5 separate regions of the Mus musculus genome follow, and regions 1, 2, 3 and 4 are each linked to region 5. The links are chromatin contacts, called in public ChIA-PET, Hi-C, HiCAR-type and promoter capture Hi-C maps. All regions are on one chromosome and are shown on one strand. Each heading gives the region's core, a stretch centred on a gene start, on an enhancer-like site or on the middle of the called end of the contact. The rest is flanking DNA. Distances are from core to core; before and after follow the strand shown. Region 1 has its middle 8.3 kb from the start of Il22ra2. Region 2 has its middle 22 kb from the start of Ifngr1. Region 3 has its middle 3.5 kb from the start of Gm48249. Region 4 holds the start of Map7 (microtubule-associated protein 7). Region 5 holds the start of Pex7 (peroxisomal biogenesis factor 7).

Region 1 (4,474 bases), core at 621-3,120, 290 kb before region 5:
AAGGTAAGCAGAGAACGGTTGAGGAAGACACCAGAAGTTAAGCCCTGGATTGCACCAGTGTTCGTACCCACACACACATGCAAATCCATGTACATGAATGATTATACCATGCAAAAACATTAAAAACAAACATTAATATTAAAATGTTCACCTGCTCCAATGAATTAATGAGCCACATTTTTAATTCAGTTTTTTACTTAGTAAATGAGCCAAGGCAAATTATGAGTGCACCTTGACTAGAGGATTTAAGGTAGGGCAGGAGAGTGTGCAGGCTCCGTGCAAATATTAGATGCTTCTATACAAGAGACTTGAGTGGACCTTAGTGGATTGCAGGAACCCTAGACGCAATCTTGTACCAAGGAGCTATTTCCAGTATTCAGAACATGTCCTTTTGCAATCACAACTGAGTGCATTTTACTCCTGACTAACTACTCTGATACTGTTTACTAAGGCATGAACATTTATCATGTTGGATTGCCATCCCTCTGAACAATGGCTGTTCATTCATTAGTCAGTTCTGTGTGTGTATCACAGTTTTAATCTTTAAAGCTTTCTTCTAGTGTATATTAGAGCTCTCAGCATTGTGACAGACGCCTGAGAGAAACAACTGATGGGAGAAGAGATGTATTTGGGCTCACGGCTTTGGAAGTTTCACACCATGGTCAGCAGTCACCGTTGCTTTTAGGTGTGTGGTAAAACAGAAACATCAGGACCAATGGACATGCCAAAATCACGTCATGACATCCAGGAAACAGAAAAATAGCAGGATGGGCCAGAGTAAAAATAGACTGTTCACACCCATGCCGTCCAATGTCGCCCCTACGCTCCAGTTCCAGTGTTGTTTACTCAATAGACTAACTCATCAGTGGCTTAAGACGTTAGATCTGAGCCCCAGGCTCTGTTCATCTGTGGGAAAGCCCTCAGCTACTGAGGAGTGCGCTTCACTAGTCTAGGCATCTTTCTACTGATTTTTTGTAATAATTGTTTTTTGTTTTGTTGTGTTTTGTTTTTTTTTTTAATTATCTATGTATACAAGTACATTGTGGCTATCTTTCAGACATACCAGAAAAGGGCATCAGATCCCATTACAGATGATTGTGAGCCACCATGCGGCTGCTGGGAATTGAACTTAGGACCTCTGAAGAGCAGTCAATGCTCTTAACCACTGAACCATCTCTCTAGCCCCTAGCTGTTTTGGGGGGCTTTGTTTGTTTGTTTGTTTGTTTGTTTTCTAAGGTCAACTATAGACTTACAGACTTTTTTTTCTTTGCCAGATTCCACCCCTTCCCCCATTTGAAGTTCTTTGGGGATTTGAATCAGCATTCTATCACTATAATGCTTACTAATAATGACTAATTTTCCATAGTTAAATGCTCTTCAATACAAGTCTTTTATGTCCCTTATTCGCTTTAGACATCCTAAGCACAGGGTATTTCTTACTACGTTTATTTTTAGCATGCTGTTCTATGTTTTGTGTTGACAAATGGAATATTCTCTCATATTGAGGTTTATGAATGGCTTCATGTTTAAACAGAAATACTATCACATCAAGTCATCTAAGCCTTTTCATGGTTTCTGACTGGCTTCCCCAGTGAGTATTTGCGCTTTCACAGGTTAGAGCCTTTGCTGGGTGCTGTCCTCTTACCTCAGGGCAGCTCCCCTGGGGTTCCAGTACAGAGCACAGCCAAGCCATTGCTTCACCCAGCCTTGCCTTGTAACCATACGCCTGTCTACTCAGTCTGCACTTCATCTCTCTCCCTCCTTGCTCCTTTTCACGGTAACTCAGCATAAAAGTGGCAAAACAGCGGCTGCTATCTTGCCTTGAAATTTCCTTCACTGAGCAGAGTCTGTTACTTTAAAACAGCCTGTCTCAAGGTCTCAGGAAACGGGCAAGAGGAAGCCAGATTCTATGCCACATTGTAACCTCATGAGCCAGCCCCCAACAGCCTCCAGTCTCTCCTCCTAGTCTTCCAAACTCCCACCACAGCTGTTGAGCTGTTTACAAGTTTCTAAGGGAGTTTTCAGCCTGGATTCTCAAACTCTTCCATAATCCTCTCACAGACGCTCTAAAGACCATAACAGTCATACCAACACCCTCATAACAACACCACTCTCAGTACCGACTTAGTGACAAGCATGAATTACTTGTGTTGTAGATTAGGCGCTCTGCCAGCCTGACTTTGGGCAACTCAGCCACAGCCACTTAAGTAACTCACCACTGTCAGGGGCTGTGCCTTTCCACCATGCAATAGGAGAACCTTTTAAAGTGTGCTGGCCACCCCAGATCTCTGTGGGCATCTTGCTTATTCATTCTGTCTGTATCTGTTTCTGTCTCCATCTCCCTGTCTGTTTTCTATCTGTCTGTCTGCCTATTTGTCTGTCTGTCTGTCTGTCTGTCTGTCTGTCTCCCTGTCTGTCTCCCTGTCTACCTGTCTGTCTCCCTGTCTGTCTGCCTGTCTGTCTGTCTGCCTGCCTATCTTCCTGTCTGTCTGTCTGCCTATCTTCCTGTCTGTCTGTCTCCCTGTCTGTCTGTCTGTCTGTCTGTCTGTCTGTCTGCCTGTCTGACTGACTGTCTGACTTTCTGTCTGTCTGCCTGTCTCCCTGCCTGTCTCCCTGTCTGTCTGTCTGCCTATCTTCCTGTCTGTCTGTCTGCCTGTCTCCCTGCCTGTCTCCCTGTCTGTCTGTCTGCCTATCTGACTGACTGTCTGACTGTCTGTCTGTCTGTCTGTCTGTCTGTCTGTCTGTCTGACTAGCTGGTTCATGCCCCCACTCTGAGACACCCTTTCAATCTCCTCTGTCTCCCAGCAGATGTCTTGCCTTCAGCCTATTCTGTGGCATGATCTCTGAGTATCACACCTTGGCCCCAAACCACCAGGGTACCTGGACAGAAGCGGATTTGGGAGAGAGTGTTTGCTTGGCCTACAGGTTGAGAGGTTACATCCCCGTCACGGAAAGCTTAGTGGGAAGAGCTGCAAACACTGAGTGATAGTTGGGAAGCAGGAAGGTTAATAGAAGGGTCAGGGGCAATTTAAAACCTCAAGTTCCACCTCCAGTGACCCACTTCCTCCAGCAACCCCCACCTTCCTACATTATACAACTTCCCAAACAAAGTGACACCATCAGGAACTGCAGGGACTTTCAGTATGATGGAGCCAAGGTATGGTTAAGGGGCAGGCTTTTATTGTAGACATGAGGGAGAACACAGCCAGAGGTGTCTCCACAGCAGGGAGGGAGGGAGGGAGGGAGGGACGGAGGGAGGGAGGGAGGGAGGGAGGGAGAGAGAGAGAGAGAGAGAGAGAGAGAGAGAGAGAGAGAGAGAGAGAGAGAGAAAGAGAAAGAGAAAGAGAGAGAAGAGGATTGAACAGCATTATAAGGAGAGATTGGCAGTGTGCAGGGCTGGGAGAAGGTTGGGATTCAGGGTAAACCAGAAGAACTGAGAAGAGCCAGAATGCCAGCATAGACTCTACAACAGGTACTTGTGACAGTGGGAGAGCGTGGAGGCCACCATGTGCCTCCATATGCTAATAGGCAGCACAGTTTGCCTTTTGCCCCTTCTGCCAGAGATAAATGGCCCCTTTGATGGAGGGGAACCAGCTTCAGGAGTTGCTGAGGAAAGCTGACTTTTTCTCTACCTGACAGAACTTGGGGGAGTTTTCTTTAGACCTGACAGGGACCAAATAGTCAAACGCGTGAACCAACAGGGAAGAGTTCACATAGTTGGACTAAAGTAGAGCATTCCCTATCCAATGAAGGTAAGTGACTCGGATAACAAAGGCAGCTGCTAGGGAGGACTGGTGTTTGGGGTGAGCAGACAGGAAGCCACTGTTAAGACAATTTAAAGCAAACATGACAGAGGTGAGGCAGTGAGTGGCTATGTCTCAGGAACAGCATTCAAGACAGTGGAGAGACTGTGCCTGGCATGGTTTTTTTAAAATGTCAAAAAGGCCATGAAGGTGGTGAGCTGTAGATAAAGAAGAGGATATGCCGGAGATTAATTTAGAAGTAATGAAGTCAGCGTATATAAAGTCCAATAAGCCACTGTGGAAACTTTGGCTCTCATTCTGAATGAGGTGGGAAGGCTGGCATATTCTGAGGGTAATATTCTAATCTCTTGTTTGAGAAGAATACTCCAGTTGATGCACAGGTTAGTAGCAGTTGCAAGAAGTTCAGTCAGGTAGCCATGTTACTACCATGCCAAGACATCATGATAGCAGGGACCCACGTGATCATGGTGGAGGAAAGACTGATTCCAGTCAACAGGGCCAACACCAAGCTCTTGAATTACTTGTGCAAGGATCTAATATTTGATGAGACCACATAGGGTTTCCAAGATCAGTGAATGACCTTGATTAGGAACAATCAAAACAGCCTGCCTACACATGACTGAAACATGGATAAGCAAGCCCTAAACAAGGATATCAATGAACATGCTAATGCAGATAGGGGTTGTACAGAAGGCCTCAACCCTAGCCAA
Region 2 (4,176 bases), core at 1,013-3,512, 340 kb before region 5:
CACCCAGTAATTAATTAGGAATATAGGAAAATCGGTAGCACAATGTCATGAACTGTGTGTGTGTGTGTGTGTTTTTTTTTTGTAAAGAATGAGAAACATTTTAAACGCATCAAAAGCAAGCACATGATTCACGTGTAAAATCACAATATATAACATTTTCAAGTGATATTTTTTTAAAAACCATTTATACAGAAGAAATTACTAGAACATAACACTAAGTCAGGGCTCAAAGTCAAGCACTTGGCATATCTTAACTACAAAATATTCCAAAGCAATTCACTTAAAAGACTGGGAGGCCTGGAGAGATGGGATAGTAGTTCAGATAATTAAGAGCTGCAATTCCAGAGGGTTGGGGTTTAACTCCCAGCACCCGTGTGGTTGTTTATAACTCTCTCCAGCTCCATTTTCAGGGGATCTGACCCCATCTCCTGGCCTCCACAGGCACCAGACAACACAGTGTACAGACTTCCATGCAGGTAGGCACTCATATATATAAAATAATAAAATATTTCTAAAGATTGAAAAAAATTAAACAAAAACTGTAGGAATCGCTCTCTGTGAGTGACACGAGCATGCTTATTGGCTCCCTGGGGTTTTGCTTTTCTTTAGTTAAATAACTCTCTTTTTTACATGGGGATACATTGAAAACAATATCATAGGTCACATTTAAAGACTATTGATTAGCAAAAGAATCTGCAAAATAATACACATTAGCATGTGCTAGAATATAGCTAAGTTGCAAAATGCAAGCGTAGTAGGAATACAGCCTTGGGTTCAATGGCCAGCATGTGGGGAAAAGAAGAAGAAGCACATGGGTTCAACCCCACTTATAACACAAGGTGCAAAGCCAAGTCAAAATCAAACTCTGTTAGACGTGAGGAGAGAGGGGAACAGGGAGTGTGAGGAAGATGGGGAGTGGTCAGTCAGGATTATTCATCTTTTAAAAATGAATAATTACGTTCACTTATGACAAAAACATGTTTCTATATTTCATAACTAACTAAAATTTGCTTGAAGTCAAGCATTCCAGTCTTCTTTCCAAGAAAAAAGGGGGCCAAATTAGATATTTTTTGAAGAGATACAACAGTATTTAATTACCTTTTTTTTTTTTTTTTTTTTTTTTTAGTAAAGGGCTTAATTTGTTCTATCACCGCAGGCCACTTAATTAAAATAGAGCAAGAAAATAAATAAAAGTTCACTATTTAATACAAGCTAGCTTCCCAGAATCTCATGCAGGACAATAGTGTTGATCATCGAATGGCTGGCTGCAAAATGCTTAGTGAACCTGTGCCCAAAAAAGAATTAAGATACAGCCCTGACTCATCTAGGTGTTCCCACTGCTGAGAAGAGGAGCGGCTTTTCCTCCTGTGAGAGGTGAGGACACCTCTTACAACTCTTCCTCGAAGTGGGTGGAGGTGGAGAAGGGGAAATGAAAATGAGCAAGCAGAAAAGGTGGGAAGGATGATGGGTTTGTCCAGTTCAATCCTGTCCTGGGTGTCCACTGGAAAGGATTCCCCAAAACACAAATTCGAGGCCTGAGACTAGCTCCAGGCAGAAGCAGTCGCTGAATGAAGACCGTAGTAAATAAAGCAAACTATAATGTTGAGAAGCAAAGAGACAAAAGTATTACAATGAATTTTATTATACTTATGAGGTACGATATGATGTTTTATTGTATTGTGTGGCGGCAAGAGGTCATGTGTGTGTGTGTGTGTGTGTGTGTGTGTGTGTGTGTGTGTGTGTGTGTGTAAGGAAGAGATCATATGTGTGCACATGTGCAGAGGTGAGAGGGCAATGTCAGCTGTTTCTCTCAGTTGCTTCCTCACCTTATTTTTGGACAGAGCCTCTCTCTGAACACGGAGCTCAGAAATCAGCTAGAGGAGCTGACCAATGAGCCTCAGGAATCTTGCCTCGGGCTCCACAGCATCGCAGGCTTTCTACCTGGGAATCCAAACTCAGCTCCTCATGTTTGTGCAGCAAGCAATTAACGGACTAGTCCAGGCCCCAATGTGATGCTTGGTTCATGTGTATGCTGAGTAGTGATCAACTCTAGGTAACTGTCATACTCATCTTTAATGGAAATCGTTACAATAGAAGAAACATGAGAAATGGAAATGCAGAGTAGGTAGAATGTGTCTAAAGGGAGCACAGAGAAGCTTGTGTCTGTTTTCCCTTCTCCTTCACTTTGTTTTTGCAGTCAAGAAACCACCTCCTCCTGAAAGTCCCCAGACAAAAATATTTGCTTCCTCAATCTTGAAGCAGTGACTCATCTATTCTTCATAGCTGGCCACTTTCCTCTTCCCACAATGCAAGCGCTTCTACGATGGACCAGAGACTTTAAAAGACAAGCTTTGGCTCAGGGGTCTAAGCCCAGGGAATTTTTATCTGGTGAAAATGAGCCGGAAGTATGTGAGAACAAGAAATGTCTGAGTCACATGTGGCCAATCGTGAACCAGCTAGGACAGGACACCTGGTTGGGAGTGTGGGAAGGACCCTCTTTGAGTTGGCCAGCTTGTCTAAGCCAGCACTCCTAAATGACAATCCACATTGGTGCAAACTACAGTTTAACATTGTAGGAACTATAAACTGCTTGTAGGAGCTTCCCACACAGCTAAGCAAATTGTAATACACACTCTTAACTCTTGCTACATCAGAAACAAACACAGACATGGCCCAAGCCTCAGGGCAGCTGCAGGACAAAACATTATGAGAAATGCAACTGTCTTGTTCTAAAGTGTGACCCTCCCTTTGCTGTTAAACTGTTGAAAATAGTGCACCCAAAGAAACGGAAATGTCAGTGTCCTTAGGAAATCTCATTAGGAGAAGGAAGGGGTTTTTTGGCAGCCAGAGGAGGAACTTGTTTCCCTAAAAGAGATGTTGACAGACAGTTCTGACTTCTTATCAGACCACCTTACAGGGAAGACTGGAGTTGAAACTATGTTGGGTGGGATACAGACCAGAACTGCTTAGCTGTTTATATCTCTTGTCCTGTTTGGACCAAACCTCATGTCAGGACCCTGAAGATGAATTTGGGGAATCACAGGACCTCTTTTTCCTCATTCCCAATTTGGCCACAATGGATCGATCTGTTTTCTCTGTTTTTTACTTTGTTTCTTCAATTGGCTTATTGTGATGCTGTAGCTGAGCGTGGCTTTTGAGGGCTGCCCGAGGCCAGACTCAACAGCAGTATTAGAAATGGGTCCTGGACCAAAGCCTCATGCTGAGTACATTTCTAGGTTTAATATGCTTGGGAAAGGTACCTTTCTTATGAAGCATAAACACAAATAAAAGCCATATACACACCCTTTAACTATGTGGATGCAAACAGACAAACAGTGGGATAACTTTCTTTCCTTAGTAGTCCACAGCGTTGGTCATTGTTATGGTAAATATTAAAAAGTTGCTCTATGCTCCCAGTGGGTGTGCGCATGGCTCTGCACCCACCCAAGAGCTCTGGATTCATGAATGAAAGACACAGCACATGCTACCTTTATATTTAATATGCCTTACTAGCTCAATGACTGGGCACTTCCAAACCTCCCCATGGCTAACACACAATCTCCTCCGGTATTCCTGAGTTAATAATTTTCTAAATATAAATTTATCTTTGCTGCCCTGCTTTCTTCTGGGCAGCCCTCCCATGGGGCCACTTTCCCCTTGCACCTACATTTTGGCCGCTTCACTCTCCTGCTCCTTCATGGTGGTGTCTGTGTTAGGCCCTCTCATGGTGACTCCCTTCTTCCCTACATTCCTTGTCCTGGAAATCTAAAACTCCTGCCTCTGTCTCCCTGCCCAGCCATTGGTCATTGGCAACTTTATTTCCCAATCAGAGTCAACTGGAGTCAGGCTTCCTTTAGCCTCTGTGCGCCTCTGTGCGGGACACTGCAAACATATTTTTAGGGTAACACAATTAGCATGAAAACACAAGCCACTACAGGTCATCTCTGCTCAGTCTTAGGAGCCCCTGAATTGGCCCCATAGCCTCCCAATAACTTCCATATTCAAAACTAAGTAAAATTGTAATCTCGAAACCTCATAGACAAAAGCCAGGCAGAGGTTTGGATTTAATGCTTACAAAGAAGAGCCACTGCCAATGCTAAGCACAGCATAGAGGCAGAAAATACTTCATCCAAGAATAAACTGAGATGAGGATAGATTAACAGAAGAAAAACCACA
Region 3 (4,114 bases), core at 1,271-3,770, 380 kb after region 5:
TTACAATAAAATTGGAAAGAGAGCAGTTTAGGACTCATTACTGAATGGGAAAATTTAATGTAAACCCACCCCATAAGCCCTTCTTTTTTATCTTTCTCATTTCTCAGTGAATTTTCACCATTTTTTTTAATCTTTCTTTCTTTGTTTGTTATACATAAGTACACCGTAGCTGTCTTCAGTCACTCCAGAAGAGGGCATCAGATTTTGTTACGGATGATTGTGAGTCACCATGTGGTTGCTGGGATTTGAACTCGGGACCTTAGGAAGAGCAGTCGGAGCTCTTAACCACTGAGCCATCTCACCAGCCCGAATTTTCACCATTTTAAGGTAGGCTTTAGGAGAGTCAGTTACCATTTTTAAGTGAAACTACAGCTCAGAAATGCTAGGAACCTGGAGTGTCACAACAGACCCCAGCCAGAGCCAGCTTTAGAATCCATGTGTGGTAGGTACCCGGGATTACCAGTTTCCTTTGTCAGGGCCCTACAGACCTGCTCAGGTGTACTGGCCGGTTCTGTGTCAACTTGACAGAGCTAGAGTCAACAGAGATAAGGGAGCCTCATTGAGAAAATGACTCCGTAAGATTCAGCTGTTCAGCTTGTTCTTAATTAGTGATCAATGCGGAAGGGTCCAGCCCACTATGGAAGGTTTCATCTGTAGTAGCTTTGAAGGGAAAGGTTTCCCCTACAGAAGCGTTTCAGCTCTTCCAACAGGAGGAGGTTTACCAAGCAAAAGGTATTATAGCTCTCCTTGGAGAGGTATCCTGGCAGTAGGAAGCCAAGGAATGCCACAGTCATACCACACAACAAACCTCACACGAGAGATTTATTGGGAGGAAAAGACCAGAAGACTGCCAATACTGGGGATAGAAGCAACCAAGTACTGAGCAGAACTCAAGCTTTATATATGGCTTCTTGGGGTGGGGATGGGGTGGGTGGGGAGGCGGGGAGATTTCCAGGGTGAGAATTGGTGGGGTTTCAGTTCCTAGTCTTGAGCTCAGGGATTGGTGGGGTTTCCTGTTCAGGGATCAATGAGATGTGTGTGTGTGTGTGTGTGTGTGTGTGTGTGTGTGTGTGTGTGTGTGTATGCTCAGGGATGGGGTTTTTGTGCTCAGGGATTGGTGGGCTCTTGTTTCTTGGCCCTGGTCTTGGGATCAAGTCAGGGTCAAAGTGCCCCCCCACCCTTTGGCCCTTTTACCCTACTCCATCCCTAGGCTGGTGGTTCTGGATTCTACAGACAGCAGGCTGAACGGACCATGACTAGCAAACCAGTGAGCAGCACCCCCCACAGCCTCTGCATCAGCTTCCGCCTCCAGGATCCTGCCTTGTCTGAGTTCCTGTCCTGGCCTCCTTTGATGATGAACAGTGCTATGGAAACATAAGCCAAATAAACCCTTTCTTCCTCGAGTTGCTTCGGTCATGGTGAAATGTTCTTTAATTTCTCTCTCAGCTCACAGAACTTTAGTTTCCTGTATAGAAGGCTCATACCTTTTCTTAGATTGTTAGATCTTTGTTATTTCTTAGTATCATTATAAATGGGTTATATATATATATATATATATATATATATATATATATATACACAGCTGGGCATGGTGGAGGCTGCAAAATCAAAAGTTTGAGCTTATCCTTGGCCCACACAGTGAGTTTGATGCCAGTCTGAACTACACTGTTACAAATAAATGAAACCAGGGTTGGGCAGATGCTCAGTGGATAAAGCGCGAGCTTGCCTAGAGGAAGCTGCCTGGCTAGAACCGCAAGCTCCGGCCGGTTCAGTCTGGACCATTGCCTCGGTAAAAACAGTGGAGAATAGTAGAGGAAGATACTGACATCAGCTTTGGGTCTTTATGTGCATATGCATGCACATGCGTGGATGTGTAAACATAAGCATGCACACAGCACTGAAACGGGATTGCTTGTGCATGCGCACACGCGCGCGCACACACACACACACACACACACACTCAAAGCCGACAACCAGATTTTGTTTTCTGTGGGAATGGTGACACAGACCTGTAATCCAGCCTTCAGGAGGTTGAGACAGGAGTACCTAGAGTTTGCATCCCTTCTGGGCTACAGAGTAAGAACTTATCAAAACAAATAAAAAACAACACCAAATAGAACACCTGCAGTGTACATTATAGTAACTGGTTTCTGGTAAGCGGAAATATTGCTCTTTTTTCCTTGTAATTTATCTTATACAAAAAATCGTATTAAACTGCAGACATTGAGGGAGCAGAATGGGACCCTGGGTAGTTAACTATTTTTCTTTAAAAAATGAAATAAAAAAGAATGTAGTATTTTAGCCACCAGATATAATATTTTAAAATGATAAATGTTATTGTTTGTGTCAATATTAATTGCCAGTTATGAGAATGGCAATGGGATTTATTTTAAAAAAAACAAAACAAAAGAAAACAAAACAAAAAAACCTAATTGAACAGCACGGCTAAGTCCCTACATCTCCAGGAGGTGGCGGCAGTGAGCTACTAGGACGATAGTTCAGTCCGTTTTCAGCGGCTGAGTCTGGTCATCTTCATTCCCTGAATTAGCTTGCTACCCTTTCCGGTAGACACGATCCTCACTGAGGCTGCCCAGTATAAGGGCTTCTGCTCCCCTAATTTTGATCTAGCTGGGCTACAATGCTCAGAGAGGGTCCCCTCAATTTACCCAGAGGGGATCCTTAGCTTCCCACGACTGACAAAAGGATTCGTCTCAAACTCAACTCACCGCCTGTAATGTACGAGCAGACAGGCAGGTGCACACTGTCCAATTATCTTTGCCTCTTCTGCTGCTGTGGCTTAAATGTCAGCAGTTTCTCGGGGAGAGGAAGGCAGGATTAGGGTCGGACCTCCCTTCCTGTATTATGGGCAGTTGTTCACCTTCTCATAGACAAAGCCCTTGGTTCTTGTCCACCTGAGTTGGAAGGCAAGTTTCCTGACAGGCCCTGGGCCTTGTCTCAGGGTTTCCTCCCAGGAATCTCTGTGAATCGTCAGTGGAATTGCAGTAAATGTTAAAGCAAACAAACAAAAATTCCCTGTAAATGCTGGGAAGACCGGAGCCGCCTGTGGACACTGAGTGTTCTACCTCTATCATTTCGATTGCTTCAATCCCTCTTTTGTTTGTTAGTGTTTGTGACAGGGTCTGCGTATATACTCCTACATGGTCTAGAACTAACACTGTAGCCTAGGTTGGCCTCAACCCCCCCCCCCCAAGTTCTGAAGTTATAAACATGAGTTACCACATCCAGCTGATAACCCCTTTTGAGTGACCATAATAAGGGGATACATAAAGCTTAAAATATAAACCACATCAGGAAGATCTAAGCAACAACTTATGACAAATTGACATGTGTACAATGAAATACATAACTGTAGTAAATCACATAGGTTACTGTCCAAATGACTGCAGATGATATTCAAGATAAAAACGCTCTATGGGTTTGCCTGATCTCGGTTGAGGTTCCCTCCTCTCAGATGACACTAGCTAGTGTCAAGGTGACATTAAAAACTAACCAGGACACAGCAATCCTGGTAGACAGCACTGTGTGCTCAGAACAGTTTCATTTAATTTCTCCATTTAATTGTCTGTCAACTTAGAAGCCTCTTGATCCTACATGCATGGGACAATCTCTACGCTATCTATTCTGGTTGTGGAACTATTTGTCCATACTTAAATCATTAACACACTTAAATGTAACTTTAGTTCATAGTAAGACTCAATGCTGGCTGCAGGTGGGTGCCTATGAGTTTGAGACCAGCCTGGTCTACAGAGTGAGTTCCAGGGCAACCAGGACTGTTACACAGAGAAACCCTGTCTCGGAGAAGAAAGGGAAGGAAGGAAGGAAGGAAGGAAGGAAGGAAGGAAAAGGGAGGGAGGGAGGGAGGGAGAGAGAGTGAGAGGGAGAGAGAAGACCTAAGTGGAATGAGTCCACCCCATCCATTCTTCTTTGTTCAGGCTCTTCTAGGTTAACTACATTTTCAAACAAAAGTTAAAATCAACTTGAGAATTCTCTCTCTCTCTCTCTCTCTCTCTCTCTCTCTCTCTCCTTTAGAAGTGTGGTTTTGTTGTAGTAGGTGTGGCCCGAGTCACAGTGGAGGTGATCTTAAAAGCTCAAG
Region 4 (4,475 bases), core at 489-2,988, 260 kb after region 5:
AAAACACTGTGCTGGTTACAGTGGGTGTGCTGTAGATGTGGTAACCTTTTATTTATCAGCCACCTCTTATGAGCACTGTATTTGTTTAACCCTTACCCTCAACCTGATAAAATAGTCATCACCCAGCTGTCCAGAGAAAACTGGGCCACTAAGAAGAGTAAAGTACACTAGCCGAAGTTTGTTTCATACAAAAGACATGTTAGCTTACAGGCGATGCCACTAGACTCCTTCAGGGACCTAGCAATGACTCACTTCATCACCTGCTCCCAAGTGCAGGTGGCTCACCAGGTGACTTTTATAAAAAGGACTTTTTGATTTCCCAGCCAGTCTGCTGGCATCTCTTCCTGTCATCCTCTGTCCCCCACTTCTCTGCCCTCATGACTTTCCTCTAGTCTGTCTGCCTCCACCCCTTCTCCAGATCCTTACTCCCCTCCCTTCCCCCAAAGGCCTGTTACATGGTGTGATTTCTCAGGGGGCACCTTGGCATGGGACCCCAGGTCCCACACATATGCGGAGTTAGAATCTTTGACAGTGTGTAGGAGAGTCGTTTAGGGGGAAGGATTGCCTTTGACATTAGATTTAATTTGGATTAAAGGCCAAAAGAAAATAACTTTTTTTTCCTTCATTTAGCAATTAGCATTTTTGAATTGTTATTTGTTGCTATAAAAACTATTGATTAAAAAAAAATTACTGTACAAATTTGAAGCAACATAAAAATGGAAAGTCTTAAAATGAGCAAACTTACTTCAGAACGAAACAAAAATCATACGGCGGCTGCATGCTTCTGAGAGAATAGTCCTAAAGAACCGAAACTGGGTGACTAGCCGAGACCTGTTTGGCAGACGCCCGGGCATTGGGATAAGGAGAGCTGTCATGCAGTGGCAGGCAGCTGGGACTCCCCTCTTTGGCTTTGTCTCTGTCCTTTCAGCCTGACTTTCAGAGAAAGTGTTTTTAGTTGAAAGAGGCAGTCTCCAATTTCTGGTCTCCTTGGAGGGTTTCGGTATTGTGCTGGTGGGCCTCATGAACGAAGCGAACAGTGTATCTTGAGAGAGTTTATACATGAGTTGAGAACACATTGAAAATGAATTCGAAGCCCCATACATCAGGACAGATGCCACCAAGGCTCAGCCTATACAAACATGGGTGTTTGTGTCAGGAGAGTGAGGCAGCGGCGGCGGGATGCCTGCCTTATCTTTACTTACTGTAATAGACCACGAGGGAGGGGGAGAAGGAAACCCCTCTCCTGTCCTGAAGAATTAGCTGCTGCTCCTGCAGACGAACCCGTTTCTCCTGCTCCACCATTCCGCCGCTCAGCTCTGCCACCCAGAGGAGGAGGGAGCTGCCCTGTGCAGCTAAGCCTCTGCTGGTGGGTTCTGAGGACTGCATCCCAGGGCAGCTGGAACTGCTCCCAGCCTCCTTCATTAGGCTATGTCAGGGTTGTCAGGGCAACTGTTCACAGCAGGCATCATGTCATCTTTTGCCCTCCGCTGCATGCTGAATGTTTTGCTGTGCGGTAGCAAAAAGAAGACTGGGAAAGCTGGCTCTGATTGACCAAGGCTAGGCAGTCCAAGGGAGGCATCGGAACCTGCGTGCCTTTAATAGAGGCCTTCTGAAATGGGTGTGTGCGCGCGTGCGCGTGTGTGCATGTGCGAGAGTGTTTACTCACCAGCGCCTGTGCCTATTGGGGGGAATAAGTGGGAGGGGGCTGCTGCTAGGTGAGGGGCAGCAGCAGGACCTCAGTTGCCAAGTAGCTGGTAGTATCTGTCAGCTGTTCTCACTGTTTACCCATAGGGGATCTATTACAAGTGCTCAAATGAACAGGCAGCTTAGGAGCTAGCAGCTTCTGGGAGCTGCAATTACATAAGCATATATATTTAATATAATTGCCGAACAAGTAGCAGCGTTATGCCTGGGTCAGCTACAGCGATCCGACAAGAGAGACTGAAGAAGACTCCTGCAAGGACAATTCCCCTTGCTCTATTCACCATTAATGAGGAAGATGAGCTGCAGAAGAGTGGAAATGCCAGAAGACCCAAAGGTATGCATCAGCCCTACCCCTCACTGGAGCCGGATCCAGCACTGTTCTTACATTGATTATCGCACGGGTTCCGAACTGCACGCGCAATGCCTGCTTCTCGAGTATTCGTGACCTAACACAGCTTGCTGGTCACGCTCGCACACCCTCGGGGTATGGAGTCTGATGGAGTGGAAATAAATTTTGTAGGTTTGGTCTATTTCAGGTCAGCTTACTTTTTAAGACCCAAACTATTTTCCTAGTATAAAGGTCTTTAATATTCACTCCTTCATTTAAACAGGGGCCAGTGACTCTGACCTCGTGGGGGAATAAATTTGGCTTCAAGGGGTTTAAAGGAACAGTACCCTCACTTTCCTGTAGCCACGTCGGATCATTTCTGTTTACTTCAGTGAAATGAGCTTCTCTGTAAAAAGGACGGATTAGGTAAAGTGATTTTTTTTCCAGAGCTCCCTCCCCACGGGCAGAAGATGAGCATGCTTCCAGGTTCCTTCTACTCAGATGCTGAGGGAGAAGGAAGGCAGGCAGGCAAACTTGGGCAGCCAGGGAGAGGGAGCAGCATGAGGTCTCGCTTCTGACTGCTGCTGCTGAGTACTCTGTGCCACTTCAGACATGCTGGCTACAGAACACAGAGGTCTGAGCCTTGAGTGTCCCCTTGTGCTGATGACATGGCAGCAGCTGCTCAGGCTTCAATCCCATGGATGTCCTTCCGAGGTGTTGTCTCATAGCCACTCTCATGCATCTTTGAAGAAGGGCTTTTAGGATTGCACTTAAATTTTCCAGCATCCTGTAGGCGTCTTCCTGCAAGCTGTTCTCTCTAGCAGAAGAGGTACCTATCTGTTTATTTTTATGAGCTGTTTGGGTCTTATATTCTGTCACTGGCAAATTTTCTATCACCGACATTATCAAATTTTCCATAGTGTGGCTCTAGCCACTGACGCTTTGTTCCTAGCTCCAAAATGAACCATGTTGCTTTTGCTAAATATAATGGAAACTGTGTACTTTAAACCCAAAAGTAAGTTTTTCTTCCATTCTTGAAAAGAGTATTATCACTGCAGATGATTTCTGTTTGTTGTCGGGGTTTCTGTCGGAATGCCCAGTGACCTCAGAAACTCAGTGTTGCTGTAGAGGGGGGATATTTCTTCAGTTGCTCATGGGTTGACAGCTGAGTCCGAGCAGGCTGCTCTCAGTGAGACCCCTCCAAGGTGGTCAGCAGCCAGTCATTTATTCTCTGCAGAATTGGGAACTTTTTTTAAAGTTAATGCCAATTTGTTGAAGCATTCCCATGGTGTATTTGTCAAAACATCCTGGCTCGGTGAGTCTTCCCTGGAGTGTCCTGCAATTATCATTTTGGATAGCTACCCATTTTTTCTTACTTTTCATGACTTTTTCTTCCTGGCTTCTTTGTTTTTAATTTTCCTTCCAAATAAAACCTGTCCTTGGGTAGTTCCTTTAAAAGAAAAGGAGAGAGGGGAAAGTCAGTTCTAAAGATGTTTGGGTATCCACCAAGAATCTTAAACCAAGGAGTTCTGATCCCCTGCTGTTTATCCCTTTTTATGTCTGTGTGTGTGTGTTTGTGTGTGTGTGTGCGCGCGTGTGCGCGTGTGTGTGTGTGTGTGTGTACGTGTGCTTGATGGTTGGGATACATGGGGAGGATTCCATTCTATTAAGGATGACCAGGGTTTCTTTACATCCATATATGTCTCTAATTTATGACCTAGGAAACAAAATGAGCTGATGAATAATTCTGGATATCTCTGATTATGCTTAATGAATAAAAGCACTGTGGCTGTGGTTTTCGGTTTCTCTTCAAGCATCTGAGTAGCAGGAATGTCCATTTTCTAGTCCAGCTCTGCCTAGTAGAAAATCACAGCCGTGTTTCATTTCCGCACTGTCCAGTGTGATAGCCATTAGCCACGTGCAGCTACAGAGCACTTGAAATAAAGCTAGAACAATGGAGAAACTGATCTATTATATTTAGTTTACTTAAGTCCAAGTCGCCACATGAGACTGCTTTATAGGCCCACAGAGTCTGTCCTATAGAGCTGTGACATAGGTTCGTGTTGACAAACTCCCAGTGCCAGACATGGTTAGGTCTTGTGGTAAAAAGAGGAAGACAAGGGAGTTCAGGATGCATGAAGTCCTGAGTTCAATCCCAGCATAGCATGAACTGAGTGTGGTGTCCCATGAAGTGTAATCTACAGACCCAGTAGTTCAAGGTTACCTTTGGATACATGAGCAAGCCCAAGCTACATGAGTTCCAGTCTCAGAAACAAAACAAATTTTAAAAGCCGATCATGAAACCTACAAGCCCGGTTGGTCAGTACACTGTAGCTGGACAGACAGATTGTTCCTCTCCTCCTCCTCCTCCTCCTCCTCCTCCTCCTCCTCCTCCTCCCCCTCCCCCTCCCCCTCCCCCTCCCCCTCCCCCTCCCCCTTCCCC
Region 5 (4,374 bases), core at 492-2,991:
TAAGTCATGTTGTTTAACCTCCTGGGAGTCATCTATGATGAAATCTTAAACATTGTGGACCAGCTTTAACTACCACAAATTTCCCATAAAATAACTGCAACCGTATATACAGAACAATTAAAAGTTACATAGTATGCTTCAGTCCTTAAATATCCAACTTACCATCTGGCCAGACTGGAATCGGAACACCAGTCTGGGGAAACGCATCAGAGTGCCAACTCACACCGGGCCTGGTGCTAGGCACGCAAACCTTTCAAGCTGGAGCTAATAACAGAAGACAAGGAAGGCTTGTGCTTACAAACCCCCAAGACTGTGGTTCTCCCCTGCTGATACACGCAGAACACACCAATCACAGCATTTTAAGACAGTATATGTGGAAATACCATATACTCGTTGGTCAGGTGTTGAAAACAACATTAACTTCAGTTATGTGCCAACAATCAATAATTTTTGCTGAAAGACTAATGTCTCTTTCTCTCCCCCATCTCACACTCCATTAACATCTGTTCAAAGGGAATCTGCACTTGAACTTTACAAGGTAAGATGACTAATTACTATGCTCACATGCACATTCAACTGTTCAAACTAGAGTCTTCACAGAATTTCGCTTTGAGTTTTTGTGATCAGTGAGGTGGGTAAAGTGTTAAAGATCTTCCACTTAAACGTAACTGATGAAGAAGAAAAAAAAAAGTCAACTGTCAGGTCAGAGACCCGACCCCTTCCATGTGCAGAGCCAGCTTCTAATCCCAGTACCCACTTGGCAGCTGACAACCATCAGTAATGGATCCAACACCCTCTTTGAATCTTCTCTTCTGACCTTAGCTGGCACCAGGCATGGTTCACAGACATACATACAAGCAAAAAACTCAGACACACACACAAAAAATCTCTAGAAAACAATTCCTAATTATACCAATTTCTTGTAAGAAACCTTTATAAAAGTCTAAAGTTTGATGGCCAAGAACTGTGAACCCAACCGTGAAAGCACTAAGCACTAATGGACAAACTATACGGAAACAAGTTTATTTACCACTACTTTTCAGAAATCGTATTTTTTTCCTGCAGTAAACAAGTATTACAGATCACTGACATTATGCAATGGTTTGCCATACACTGCTCCTGTGCATAAACAGCAGATGGGGTATAAGTTAAAATAAATGGCTTGAGCACTTAGACATCTCTGCACATTTATCCACTTCCCCTAGAACAACTAAAAGCGAGCACAGAATTTTCTAGTTTTTTTTTTTTTCTTTTTCAAGAAAGGGCCAGCGTCTCCCTAAGTCTCTGTTGAGGATGGCTTTGAACTGGTGGCTCTGTTGACTCCACCTTGCAAGTACTGACAAGTGCATCCTTCTTACAGAAGGGAAAGGACTAGCTGTAGACTTCCCCTGGGCTCCAATGCCAACTCCGCAGAAAGGGGGACCTAGGAGGGAGGGCCGAGCTCTGTCGCCCCCTGGCGGTGGCGGCGGCACCGCGCGCTCAGCGGCGCGTCCTACGCCCGCCCCGGAGGCGCGGCCCGCGCTCACCCGCGATGCCGTAGTGCTGCGCCGCGGCACAGGCCAGGCGGCCCGGCAGGTACGGAGAGAACTCGGCCGCATAGCCGTGGCGGCCGGGCACCCGCAGCGTCCGCGCCGCGCTCATTCCGCTCGCCCGCCGTCACTCGGCCTCCCGGCCCGAGCGCGGAAACAGTCTCGAGGTAGAAGTGCCCCACTGCGGCTCACTGAAAGTCCAGGAAGGCCGGGCGGAAGTGACGACGCCGACGCCCGGAATCCTAGATTTTGATTGGGCTACATAGAAAAGGGAACTGACGCCGCGAGGACCATTTTTCTTTTGGGCAAAAATCCAATGATTTGCTCTAACTAAAATCAACTGGTCTTTCAGAGATTATTCTAGACCTAAAAGAGAAGATACTCGCTAGGAGTCACTTCAGACAGTTGTTCACGTTTAATTGCAACCTCCATGTTTTTTTTTTAAATAAAAACCTTGTGTTTTTATTAATTGCTTGAACTTTAAAACTTTGCTATTCTGACATTTTCCTGATGGTTACGAAATAAAAGCCACAACAAACTCGGAAAGCAGTTAGTGAGTCCAAGGGCAACGAATGGAGTACTAGGTTGCCCAAGGTAATTTGAATCCAGACAACAATGAAGTTAAAGGATAGGACTATTATCATGTGCAATTTGCGGTCTATAGGTTTTATGTAGTTAGTTGCACTATGCAGATATATTCCAGTAATTAAGGAAGACTTGGGCTCATTAATTTCTTCATTCAAATGTTTGCCAAGCATATGCAATGTGGTAGATGAATGTGCAGTTTGCCAAACCAAACACTGAAGAGTGAAAGAGACTTGTTAATCATTAAACCAGTCAACCTGCACAGACCAAGTCATGTACCAAGCTTGGTGCTAGACTTTTGCATTCAAAAGACCCACTGGGATACGTGGTTGAGCTCAAGAGATTACAAGACTTGAAAGCTGTCAAGTGTAATCAAAATGCTATTGATGCTGTGATGAATATACACAGATGTTTTTAGGGTAGGGTGTCAGGGAACATTTTAGAAAGGAGATAATCTAGGGTGAATTCATACAAATGACTTTCTCTAACTAAAAAGTTGGAAGCCATTGTGGGATCAGGAGAAGGGTGAAGAACCCAGGAAACCTAAAACCGCAAGGGATGGTAGCTGCCAGGACTCAGTCTAGCCTGATAGAGAAAGAGCACTTTGGGTAGATTCCACCTGGTGAGAGAAAATCAAATGCTCCAACATGAACTCTTGTATTGTACCCCATGCCCAAGGAACTGTGCTGCAGCTTAAATAATAGAGATCTGTGCAAGTTTTCAGATATGGATCATTTAGTGAGTTATCATTCCCAAGCAACAGTAACTGGAGGCTAGAGATTGGCAATGGAGTACAGTTAGAGACTTTAGCAACAACTCAAGCAGAAGATGCTATAGTTGGGTAATAGTGTTTTGTTGAGAATTATGGAAAGGTGTGGAGAGGGTACGCTTAAGGGTCAAATGAAGACAAAAAGCTTAAATGGTTTCCAACTCTTAGTATAGTACTTATCTAGACACAGGAATTGTTTATTGAAATAAGGACAATGGAGCATTAATAAACTCCAGTTCTGCATGTTGACTGTGTACTGTGTGCAGTACTTGAATACAGCACAATGGAGTCCAGCCAAGCCTTCTTACTTGCATGTAGATAATATTTAAACCACGGAAATTATTTTTATTTAGCAAGAGAATGGAATGAGAGAAGACAGATAAAGGCAGATTTGGGGCAAACAGCCACATGGAAAGCTGGCAGTGGAGAAGCTATGGAAGGGAGAGAGATCCACAAGATGGGGACTGTAGACTCATTTATTACTTGGGGCTGGAGAGATGGCTCAGTGGGTAAGAGCAATGACTGTTCTTCCAGAGGCCCTGAGTTCAATTCCCAGCAACCACATGGTGGCTCACAACCATCTGTAATGAGGACTGATGCACTCTTCTGGTGTGTCTGAACACAGGGACAGTGTACTCACATATGTTCACATCACATAAAATAAATGTCTCTTAAAAAAATACTGCTCAAGCCAGGCATGGTAAATGAATGCCTTTAAACCCAGAATTTCGGAGACAGAGGCAGGTAGATCTCTGAGTTTGAAGCCAGCCTAGTCTACAGAGTGGCTGTCCTGGGGACAACCAGGGCTACAGAGAGAAACCCTGTCTCCAAAAACAAAACAACAAACAAACAAGAAGTATTTTTCAAGCTTGGAAGATTTGCACACTATTTTCAGATGTAGATTTAAATGCTTAGAAATTAGATTTGCATCAGGCAATGACACAACAGAGTTCTTATGGCTATGTAAGTATCTGTTTAGGGGCCTGGTATCTCTGTCCATAGCAGTACTAAATGCAGACTGGACAAAATATGGAAATTATTCCAATAACAGCAGATAACCTATGCAAATATTCTACCATTCAACTAGCTATAGCCCTGTGAAACTTTACAAGGGTGGAAGACAGGAGGATCACTGGTATTTAACTGGTCACCAGTCTAGCTCTGGGTAGCAGGGGAATAAGGTGGAGAGTGATAGAGAAGGGACATCTGATAGTCTTCTCTGGCCTCAGTGTGTACACCAAGATGGCTACCTGCACACAAATGCACATAAAGCACACACACACACACACACACACACACACACACACACACGCTACTCTGAGTGATTCTCATACGCTAACTACAGTACAAAGAATAAAAGCACATTTAGAGTAAAGTGTTCAGCTTTGTCAGGAACTTAGAAAATGGAAGCAGACACTGGACCTGTTAAAGGGATGGTATGCCCCAAAGCAATCCAGGATTCTGTGTCGGGAAGGCAGAGGGAGCATGCCC

What was found. Promoter capture Hi-C pulls out the DNA fragments that hold promoters and counts their contacts. Hi-C and Micro-C count contacts between places; a contact is called where the count stands out from the background. ChIA-PET counts read pairs in DNA pulled down with a chosen protein or histone mark. HiCAR-type assays count read pairs that join an accessible place to other places.
Region 1: a contact with region 5 is called in an RNA polymerase II ChIA-PET map of effector CD8 T cells, with 22 read pairs. The contact joins the enhancer-like site here to the promoter of Pex7 in region 5. A contact is called at or near these places in 7 of 39 promoter capture datasets (the 3T3-L1 cell line, 3T3-L1-derived adipocytes, the C10 cell line and 4 more), 19 of 484 Hi-C or Micro-C datasets (the 63-12 cell line, the AML12 cell line, B cells and 13 more), 1 of 115 datasets of contacts at active chromatin or transcription factors (effector CD8 T cells) and 3 of 9 other capture datasets (adipose tissue, liver and pancreatic islet).
Region 2: a contact with region 5 is called in a promoter capture Hi-C map of neutrophils, with 2.6 times the contacts expected there. The contact joins the enhancer-like site here to the promoter of Pex7 in region 5. A contact is called at or near these places in 5 of 39 promoter capture datasets (HPC-7-derived erythroid cells, embryonic stem cells, neutrophils and 2 more), 1 of 484 Hi-C or Micro-C datasets (liver) and 2 of 9 other capture datasets (adipose tissue and liver).
Region 3: a Hi-C map of the N1E-115 cell line shows a contact between it and region 5, with 4 times the contacts expected there. The contact joins the enhancer-like site here to the promoter of Pex7 in region 5. A contact is called at or near these places in 6 of 39 promoter capture datasets (the C10 cell line, the HPC-7 cell line, hematopoietic stem and progenitor cells and 3 more), 9 of 484 Hi-C or Micro-C datasets (the C10 cell line, CD4 T cells, the N1E-115 cell line and 4 more), 1 of 115 datasets of contacts at active chromatin or transcription factors (memory CD8 T cells) and 1 of 9 other capture datasets (embryonic stem cells).
Region 4: a HiCAR-type map of astrocytes shows a contact between it and region 5, with 2.3 times the contacts expected there. The contact joins the promoter of Map7 here to the promoter of Pex7 in region 5. A contact is called at or near these places in 2 of 39 promoter capture datasets (3T3-L1-derived adipocytes and the HPC-7 cell line), 1 of 115 datasets of contacts at active chromatin or transcription factors (astrocytes) and 2 of 9 other capture datasets (adipose tissue and pancreatic islet).

The regions. Positions count from the first base shown.
Region 1 is chr10:19,611,486-19,615,959 of GRCm38.p6, forward strand. No RefSeq gene overlaps it. Among named protein-coding and RNA genes, the nearest start is that of Il22ra2, 8.3 kb to the right of the region's middle. Within about 2 kb of position 1,871, at least 127 of the 459 cell types and tissues checked have an H3K27ac peak or open chromatin away from gene starts, as enhancers often do. A contact at or near this core is called in the 63-12 cell line, B cells, the HPC-7 cell line and 6 more, where this site is marked.
Region 2 is chr10:19,568,154-19,572,329 of GRCm38.p6, forward strand. No RefSeq gene overlaps it. Among named protein-coding and RNA genes, the nearest start is that of Ifngr1, 22 kb to the right of the region's middle. Within about 2 kb of position 2,263, at least 109 of the 459 cell types and tissues checked have an H3K27ac peak or open chromatin away from gene starts, as enhancers often do. A contact at or near this core is called in adipose tissue and neutrophils, where this site is marked.
Region 3 is chr10:20,288,086-20,292,199 of GRCm38.p6, forward strand. No RefSeq gene overlaps it. Among named protein-coding and RNA genes, the nearest start is that of Gm48249, 3.5 kb to the left of the region's middle. Within about 2 kb of position 2,521, at least 66 of the 459 cell types and tissues checked have an H3K27ac peak or open chromatin away from gene starts, as enhancers often do. A contact at or near this core is called in the HPC-7 cell line, the N1E-115 cell line, hematopoietic stem and progenitor cells and 2 more, where this site is marked.
Region 4 is chr10:20,169,284-20,173,758 of GRCm38.p6, forward strand. It overlaps Map7 (microtubule-associated protein 7), which reads left to right and starts at 1,739. Exons shown (of 18, transcript NM_001358787.1): 1 at 1,739-2,038. The coding sequence starts at 1,906. Gm51795 (a long non-coding RNA gene) reads right to left here. Exons shown (of 2, transcript XR_003948992.1): 2 at 1,962-3,482.
Region 5 is chr10:19,905,933-19,910,306 of GRCm38.p6, forward strand. Pex7 (peroxisomal biogenesis factor 7) reads right to left here and starts at 1,742. Exons shown (of 10, transcript NM_008822.2): 1 at 1,527-1,742. The coding sequence starts at 1,641.